Regions from separate parts of the Cricetulus griseus genome. Here region 2 is linked to region 1. Evidence: chromatin contacts called from public Micro-C data. All regions are on one chromosome and are shown on one strand. The core of a region is the stretch at or near the end of the contact, and the rest is flanking DNA. Distances in the headings are between cores, read along the strand shown. Region 1 overlaps LOC100760423 (sphingolipid delta(4)-desaturase DES1). Region 2 holds the start of Ephx1 (epoxide hydrolase 1).

Region 1 (4,667 bases), core at 374-2,873:
CCGGAAAACTCAGGCCTCCGGGGTCTCAGCCCAGGACCTCGGTCACCCCAATCACAGGCAGAGTCGAAAGCTTGCTGCAAACTGCATGAGGCTTTATTGTAATTTAATGAGCTAACCCCATGTTAGCTCGGGTCTTTCACCCACCCGCCAAGGCGGATGGCTACAAAAGACAGCTCAAAGGGGCTGCATAGAGATCTTATAGGGCAGCATAAGGGGAGTGTCTAGGGGTACTCAAGGCTCAGGATTGGTGTGGCTCCAGGCTTGGAGGGCTTGCCCTGTGTTGATTGGCCAACTGGTTGTTATGGCCCATAGGCCCTCCCAGGGCGGTTGCTATGCTCTGTGTGTCATTGCTGTGCACCTGTCCATAAAGCACACCCAGAGTCGTAAAGCATAGCGCCACCAGCTAACTTCTGATTGGTTCCTTGTCATGAGGCAGGCATCTGACCTCTGGTGACCAAGGCAAGGTCAGAAAAGCACGTATTCAGCTGTTATGGCTGCCCAAAGGGGCAGGCATCTGACCTTAGTGACTAAGACAAGGTTAGACAAATACGTGTTCGGCTGTTATGGCTGCCGAAATGGGGAGCTGGTCCCTTCAATCGTCTACCACCGCCTTGTGGCATTGCTGCCATCAGGGATGGAGGAGGCGTGATAAAGTTGCTTAGAGCAGAGGTATTTCCCATTCTTCTCTTTCTTGGTGCCTGAGGAGGCTCGAAGGTGTTGGATTCCTTAGAGTTACAGATGGTTGTGAGTCATCATGTAGGCGCTGGGAATTGAACTGGGTCCTCTGCAGGAGCAGTCAGTGCTTTTAACCATCTCTCTAGCCCCAAGACAGATTTTATAAGAATGATTATGAAAAGGCCTGTGATCTCTGAAGGAGTAAGCAAGACCAAGAAAGCAGGAAGAAAATACCCAATGCAAATAAAAAAGAATGACATGAAGCCTTGGTAGTGAAAGACCTAGTAAGGGGCTGGGGAGATGGAGAGACTAACCCAAGTTCCCAGGGTGGGAGTGGGGGGTGAGAGTCACTCCTATGTTAAAGATTCTACAGGGCTGACTAACTAATTGTAGTTTCCATGATTGAGGAGGGATGGAGTGTTGCAGGTTCTGAGCCAAATTATTCTGGGTTACTGTAACCCTCTTGATAGTCATCCGTTGTCCCCATTTTTATTTAGCCTATTGCCTAACACGGCAATTACTAGGTCAAGTCTTTCTGGGATGTGCAAACATATCATTAGCTTCCACCAACCCAATGGCTAACTAAGAATGTTTTCAGATAGTACCTGAAGCCTACACCAGAGTGTTATACCCAGATCATGGAGTCCCCCAAAGATAGCCAGAGTCCGAATCAGTATACAAAAACAAACAGCCTTTATTCAAGCTCGAGCTTGGACCCTCTGTGTGCCTGATGCAGCTGTATGAGATTGGAGTCTTGAGATCAGGTGGGGTAGGTTTTTTGTTTTTTGTTTTTGTTTTTTTAAATCATGGCAGAGGTTGAGGTTGAGGATCCCTGATCGGTTGACATTTGTCTGGGAGTGTCTTGACGAAATGGGATAGGCATGTGCTGTGTGGGCTAAGGGACATCTGGTGATGTTTATAACTGCTGGAATGTTTACGATGTCAGGGACTTCCCCTAGATGCTGGCCAGTTCTTGGGTGTTGTCAGCTTGTGGTTTCTCCTGGAGCCGAGTGTTGTTTTATAATAAACTAAGATTTAGGTCTACCTTTCTGACTGGTTTCTATTCTGCCTGTTGTGACAGCTGTGTGGCCAAGCTGCCTTGGACTCCATATGTGTGGCTAAGCTGCCCTGGGCCCCATACAGAGATTTTTCTACTTCGCTGCCTACCTATGCTTCTACCAATGTACTATTAAAGTGTCTTTTTTTTTTTTTTACTTGCGTTTGTCAACAACCAAATCATGAGATCAGCTTAGACCAGCGGTTCTCAACCTTCCTAGTGCTGTGGCCCTTTAATATAGATCATCATGTTGTGGTGACCCCCCCAACCAAAAAAAACATTGCTACTTCATAACTGTAATTTTTATAGAGTGGTGTGTCAGTTCCTACAGCCATTGGTTGTTGCAAACTTGTATGCCTTAGGAATACTTTTGTAGCATTTATAAATGACAACCAGAAAGTCTGCATCTGATTCTTGTGTCACTTTTTTGTTCAGCCTCTCCATGAGCCAGCTTGATCCGTCGATGTATTGATAAGGGAGCTGGCTGTTGCAGCTCACGTTGGCCTTGACACAGTCCCATTTGTGTTTTTTTCTCTATCTTCAACCCTTCCAGAGCTTAAAGGACTAGTCCAGGCCATAGTCTTAACACCTCAGCGGCTGTGACTGGGCATGGCACAATGAGTCCTCTGCTGTGACTCCCCTGTCCTTGGAGCCTGGCTGCAGGCTCACCTTGGACTGTATGGGGAGCGCTGTTGAGTGAAGAACAGCTCATGACATGTGCTCTGTGTTCAGCCGTTACCCATGTCCACATGGGGACGTTTGGTTTCTTCAGCTGTTTTTCTTTTTAAATTGGGGGTGGGAGCAAGGCATGCATTCATGTGCACACCCACACACAGAAGGTCTGCTCCAGGCTCATGGGTTGCTTCTGTGGTCCATCTTTACGTTTTCTCTGGGAACTTAATGATGCATGGGTCAGCTTGTTGTTAAGGTGCTGCCGGCCTCCTCCTAGCTGCTGATTTTTTTTGTGTGTGTGCATTCTTAGCCTTGGCTTTCCCACACATCCCGTCCACCCTCAAAGGGGATAAGCTACAAGTTCTTGAAGCTCTTTCCCTTACTGCTTTGCCCGGGCTCAGGCCTGGCCTGGTGCCCAGTCTGTAAGTGTTGGAACTCTTACAGGAAGGCCCGTCCAAACCTGGAAGCACAGCCTGCTGAGCTGGAGGTGGGTCCGGACCAGGCTGGGCTGAAAACTGGGTGGTGTTCAGTGCCACCCTCACGTTGTTTACTCAGCCTGTGTAGGCACCAACAGACACAGGCAACAGCTTCGGGCCGACACCATCACCCTCACAGGGCTGCACCTAGAGTAGAGCCTGGGGCAGGTCTGAACAGAGCCATGCGGAACCACGGTTCACGGACAGATTTTGAGTGGGTCTACACTGATGGGCCACACAATGGTCGACGCCAGGAGATCTTGGGTAAGATTGTATGCTTGTCATTTAGGTCAGGGAGGCCTAAGGCCAGGCACTGCCAGCTGCTGATTCCCGTTCCCAACTCCTTATCGCCAAGGCTTGGTTGGGATCACCCAGAGAAGCACTCAGGAGGCTCAGGGCGCCCTCAGGAGGCTCAGGGCACACAGTATGGTACGGGATACAGGGTCTCCCTGTCTCTGCTGCAGCGGCCTTTTTCTTTAGGAGGAACAGGCTGGTCCCCTGACTCTCCTTGCCTCTGCTGGCCTTCGCGTTACGGGTCCCTTTGGCCAGACTATCTCCAGCAAGATCCTCCAACTCCTCCTGAGCCCATGGCTAGGTTGCGATTCAGTGCCTCCTCAAATGCCTCCAGAAGGGCAAAGCCAGGCAGCAGGCATTTGAAGCTTGCATGATGCTGAGGGCCCCGCTGTTGGAGCCACACTCACGTGGCCCTAAACAAGAGACAGTAGTAACAGGGAAAGAGAACCCTAGCCTGTGACTCTAGGACAGTTAGAGAGGACAGGCCCTGGCGTACTTACATCTTCCCTCGAGACAGAATCGAAGGCATTTTTTTTAATCCTTTTGAGGTTTGGGATTAAAGAGACTGGAATATGGGTGACTAGCCAAACAGAGAGGATGACTGGCTTGTTCTGGTGGTCTCCTCGATGTTCTTTTGGGCTTTAAAGCCAGACCAACCAGGTCTTCCAGCTCTAGGTATACTGAGCACTTCTGTGTCCACAGGGAAGTCTCTCCTCTCTCCCAGGCTGCTCTTCATGACCAACAGGCTTTTGAGTTGGGTTCTTTACGACACTGCCTAACTCATCCTCATGCCAGTGTTTTGACTTTTCTGCCCTTTAAAAGATGCAGTGAGAATGAAGGGGATAGATGCTCGGAGGAGGATGCTCGCCTGGGTTAGACTGCCTGCGAAGAGCATGCTCTTAACCTGTTCTCTGTTGAAAATCAAAGACACTAATGGGAGGGGCTTTGAATGTGAGGAGCCCCTCCCTCCAGTGCTGGGACCAAACCCAGGGTTCACACAGCAGCTCCACCCTGTGGCACACCCCGGCCCCTGGAGCTCTCTCTTACACAAAATAGTTCTCTTTCTCTTGATGTTCCTCTGTCCTAAGACAAGGCCCTAATTTTTATGAGTATCTCAAGTTAGAAACCTCTTTTTTTCATGAATGACTCAGTAGATTCCACTGAAATCAAAGTTAATAGCTCAATTACTGATAGGGAGGGAAACTTGAAGTTGCTTATCAAGGATAGCCCATTAGAAGAAGTTGGGTTAGCAGGTAAGATGGCAACCACCTTTAATCCTAGCTTCCAGTAGGCAGAGCCAGGTGGTCTTTGTGAGGTCCAGGCCAGGTGGTTTACACAGAATCCTAGGAGACTTTGGGGGCAGGGAGACTAGATTCTTGCATGTTCTCTCTCTCTCATTTTGCAAATCACTTACGATAAGAGATGGCATGGTGTAATTTTATGTCTGCTTATCTACATATTGCATAATAATAATAATTCAATATCCACCCTTA
Region 2 (4,360 bases), core at 1,449-3,948, 45 kb before region 1:
TTATTGTTTTGTTTAATTGCTGTGGCTACAATCCACATTCTTAACCTCACTCGCCCAGAACTCGTCTGCTGTTTTCTCAGTCCCACATTCCTTATTCTGTCTTTAAAAACATCTCTTCGTTCCAGCATCTTTGGCTATGTGCATGGTTTGTGATTTATGTGTTCCTGGTGCTGTGCTCCACTGTTTTAAACAAATAGTAGCCTGCGGAGACTCTGTTTTGTTTTTTTTTGTTTTGTTTTGTTTTTAAATTCTCTTGATGAGGGCTCTGACTGTGATCCTCAGGCTGGCCACAAACCCTGGAGCTCCAGCCACCTTCCTGCCTCAGTCTCCCTAGGACCCAGGACAGTGGACATGGACCATATGTTTGGCTGATGATTTTTATATTTAGGTCAACAATCCTAAAATTACGTATAGAAAACTTGGAACCCAACAAGACAGGAAAATCCACCAAACGAACACTATGTCATAAAAACCATGAACTATTCTGGGGAAATGAGCCTGGTGACTTTGGCACAGCCCTGGATGTGCCCTTGGGGTACATGAGTTCTGAGGCCTGGGGCCTTTGAGGAGTCTTTGGTTCCTGAATTGTCCAGGGAGGCTTTCTGTACACCCAGATCCCTGGGAGGTGAGGGACTTCTCACTGAGTGGGCCTGACAGCAGGGCCTGGGTCTCAGACTAGAGCTGACTGGGTTTCTTGCTCTGTCTCTGTAGAGGGCTGACCTTGTGATACGCAAAGGGAAGCAAGAGGTCAAAGTTTCTGTCCGGGAGAATGGAGTCCAGTTGGCAATAACAGATCAGGAAGCTCATGTTTGGCCACCCACATCCTCTCTGTGCATTTCCTACAGCTTTATTGAAATAGAGTGCACATACCCTTCCTGGTTTCTCTCGGCCACCCTCCCCCGGGCCCAGTGCAACCACTTCTCGAGTTCTGCGGCTATTCATGGCCTGTTGAAACTCAACAATCCAGTTATGTGCTAATCCCCATCTGTTTGATTCCTGTGCATTTTTGTCCTCAGAGAGGAGGAAAATAACTTGGCCTCTGCAAACCAGTATGAGGAAGACTCAGCCCAGACTGTGGCCTGGCTCCTCTGCTTCCCTTTTCCCAGGGAGCAACCGGCATGGCTGTGTTGGAAGAAGTTGGCTGGAACATGAACAGTGCCCTCAGGACAGCAGCAGAGGAGGCTTCATAAGACACAACATAGGACCAGACAGTGCATAGATGAAACAACTGTAGGCAGCAGAAATCGGGGCAGGAAAGCACCCTCTCTGCCTGTGTGTCAGGCTCTTTCAGGGTGTTGGTAGGGGCCCCAGGATGCTTCTACCAAGAATCCCTTAAATCTGGTAATCGAGCAAGTGGGTGCCCTTCCTAAATATATTGCTGTGCAGAGGGCTAGCACTATGGCTTCTGCAGCACTGTGGCTAGCTAGGTACCGGGCACCTGCTTCCCTTGGTGTATGGGAACTCACACATGGAAACTAACTATGTTTGGCATGATATTACAACCAACCTCCCCAGGCCCAGCATCGGGCCTGGAGTCACCTATTTCTTCCTTGACACTCATCCATCACTAGGTTCTGCTGCTGCACAGATTCAGGCCCCTCCATGGCCAGCTCCTCTCTGATCAGATCCTGCATCAGATACCGTCACTGATCTCCAGAGTCAACCCAATCCCCATTAGCTAGACCCACAGGTTCACTTAGCCCTCACTCCAGCTGTCTTTAGAAGTCACACCCTGTGAACACAAACTTGAGCTCCCCACACATTTAGCTCTTCGGTTCTGTGTGGCTCAGAGTCTCTGTGACAAGTTTGTGGAGTCTCAGAGTACCAGAAGCAAGCTTTGCCCATCCCCACCGGGGGGCGGCATGGGGATGCTGGGGAGGGAGGGCCCATCCCCTGCCTGTCAGGCTGAAGGTTTCCTTTCCATACCCTGGATGCCTGTCCCTAGGTGCCTTGTCAATGATCACTATCAGTCAGGTGGTGAGACTAGCATTGCTTGAATTAAAACAGGTCAGGAATGGCCACAGACAGGGCCCCTCTGACTTTAGGGGACTAAGAAAAGATTGGGAAAAGGAAGGAAGGAAGGAAGGAAGGTTGTACAGGTTTCTTTCTTTTTTCCTTTTTTCTTTTTCTTTTTAATCCAAAGACACCTTCTCCCTGACAGAAACCTTATTCTCCGAGAAGGTGCACAATGTGTCAGGTGTCTCCTGCCATTGAAGGTAGGCTAAGTGTAGGGACTGTGGGAACACCAGGAATAAGTGCTCTGACAACAGGGCAGGTATGAACAGTTCACCCAGCCTGAGGCTAAAGTCACAACAGACCTAGAAGGTGAGCGTGTACCCATCTTGGCTTCTGTCACAGACCCTAGCTCCCTGCACCACACCCAGCTGAACAGAAGCAAATGAGAACAATTTTGCACGATGTCATCAGGAGAGCAGCAAGCGGGGGCAACAGGAAAGATGACTGACTTGTCCAGGGAACTTGACAATCAGCCCCCTACCTGACTGCAGCAGGGAGAGGCCAAAATGCGCTGTTACTTTCCTTGGGGGTAGAAGCGCCTGCTTTCTTTTCCTGGACAGGATTATCCCAGCACGTTCTGCTGTCCACCAGGGCTCAATGCTAGCTCCTTGAGCAGTCTTCAAGCATCAGATCTATGGCACTCTGCACACTGTAGCATCCAGAGCCTTTGGGAGAGGCAGTGCAGAGTGAGTATGAGTCCCTCCCCACTCTCTCTTTGTATACTTGCACAGCCCCAATGACTCAGCTAATCTGCTGTGAGCACAGGGCAATTACGACTCTGGACTTCATACAGCAAACTGAACCACAATGACCCAGAGACCAAGTGAGTGCCAAGAGATCATTGCTGGACCTCCCTCTAAAGGAAGGGACTCCAATACAGAGTGTTAGGACAGCCCATGCCAACTCTGCCCAGCAGTCTCTCTCTCTCTCTCTCTCTCTCTCTCTCTCTCTCTCTCGGTGGAGTTTTGGTTTTGTGTGGGGAAACTGCAACTTGAAAACCTTATATTGAAATTTCAGCAATAATTAATCATTTAAAACCTTGTGCCACTCTGAGTGGCATGGTGACAACTCCCATTGTCCCCACTCCATCTCAACGACTTCATAAGCCACGCCTTAGCCCACGGCATCAAAACTGTATGTGCTAGATGCCGGGTTAGTTACTTAGCGGTGCTTAGCTGTCACAATACGGCAGGGAAGTGTCCTGATTTCATTTATGACATCTCCATAGCTCAGGTCCGGTGACGCTAGCAACAACGGACAGGAGGCAGATGGCTGCTAACATTCAACTGGATTATTAGTTATTGTTTCTAATCCCTACTGGGTCTAATTATAAGGAGCTCTATCATGAGTGTGTAAGCATGGCTACACGTAGAACATTCTAATACTTTCTTCAGTTTTAGGCTGCCCCAGGGTAAAGTTTCTTGGACCCTATTATCTTCCAATAAGACCAAGTGAAGCTACGGCAGAGAACAAAGTAACAGATGTAAAGTGAGATTTAAATTGTTCTCTTACACTCTAATTAAGATAAGACTATTAGTACATTGCTCAAGGACTCAAGGATGGGACCTTGAGACTCATGATCTCAGACTACAAGGCAGGTTTGACTTCAGCATGTTAGTTCCACATCTGCCAGTTTTACAGCAGGTAGTAAATGCTGTTCTAGATTAGCCCGGAGCAGCAGCCGGCACTGACCTCCTGCAGGTTGGGTTTCAAGGGTGTGATAACAAAGGATGCAAACAGATTCACAAGTTGTGGAACTGTATATCGCCCAGGAACAACTGACGGGCGGGATGGCGCCACATTGCTGCTCTGAACTGCAGAGCCAAGCAACGACCTCAGAGTAGAGAAAGCTTTTGCTAGTGTTTCATGTGACAGAAAATTAATATGTAGAAAATACAAAGAATAAAAAAAACAGAAGCACAAAAAATCCAATTTCTAAGGGGGCCAGTGCTTTGAACAGACACGTCTCAAAAGAGGAACAAATGGCCAACAAACAGGAGGGGAAATGCCCAATATTTGCTATTAAGGAATGCATTGCCATTCTGGTCAAAATAGCTGCTACCAAAATATCTGAAAGTAACCAATCCAAGTGAGGAATCTGTATACAGTGCTGGTAGGAATGTGGATTAATGCAGCCACTATGGACATCAGTGTGGAGGTTCCTTAAGAAACCAAAGTTAGAACTACCATACGACCCAGACATAGCACTGGATATAAGCCTGGAGGAATATAAGTCAAAACAGCACCAAGACCCCCTGCACATCCATGCTGACCTCGGAATTCTCACAAGCCTAGAACCAGCCTAGAAACCCCTAACAGATGAGTGGATGAAGAAAATGGGGCA

What was found. Hi-C and Micro-C count contacts between places; a contact is called where the count stands out from the background.
Region 2: a Micro-C map of the CHO-K1 cell line shows a contact between it and region 1, with 3 times the contacts expected there. The contact joins the promoter of Ephx1 here to the enhancer-like site in region 1. A contact is called at or near these places in 6 of 8 Hi-C or Micro-C datasets (the CHK-Q cell line, the CHL-YN cell line, the CHO-K1 cell line and 1 more).

Annotation. Positions count from the first base shown.
Region 1 is chr5:13,265,592-13,270,258 of CriGri-PICRH-1.0, reverse strand. The region is part of intron 1 of LOC100760423 (sphingolipid delta(4)-desaturase DES1); the gene reads left to right. Among named protein-coding and RNA genes, the nearest start is that of Ephx1, 46 kb to the left of the region's middle. Within about 2 kb of position 1,623, at least 2 of the 6 cell types and tissues checked have open chromatin away from gene starts, as enhancers often do. A contact at or near this core is called in the CHO-K1 cell line and fibroblasts, where this site is marked.
Region 2 is chr5:13,312,411-13,316,770 of CriGri-PICRH-1.0, reverse strand. Ephx1 (epoxide hydrolase 1) reads right to left here and starts at 2,698. Exons shown (of 9, transcript XM_027418823.2): 1 at 2,498-2,698.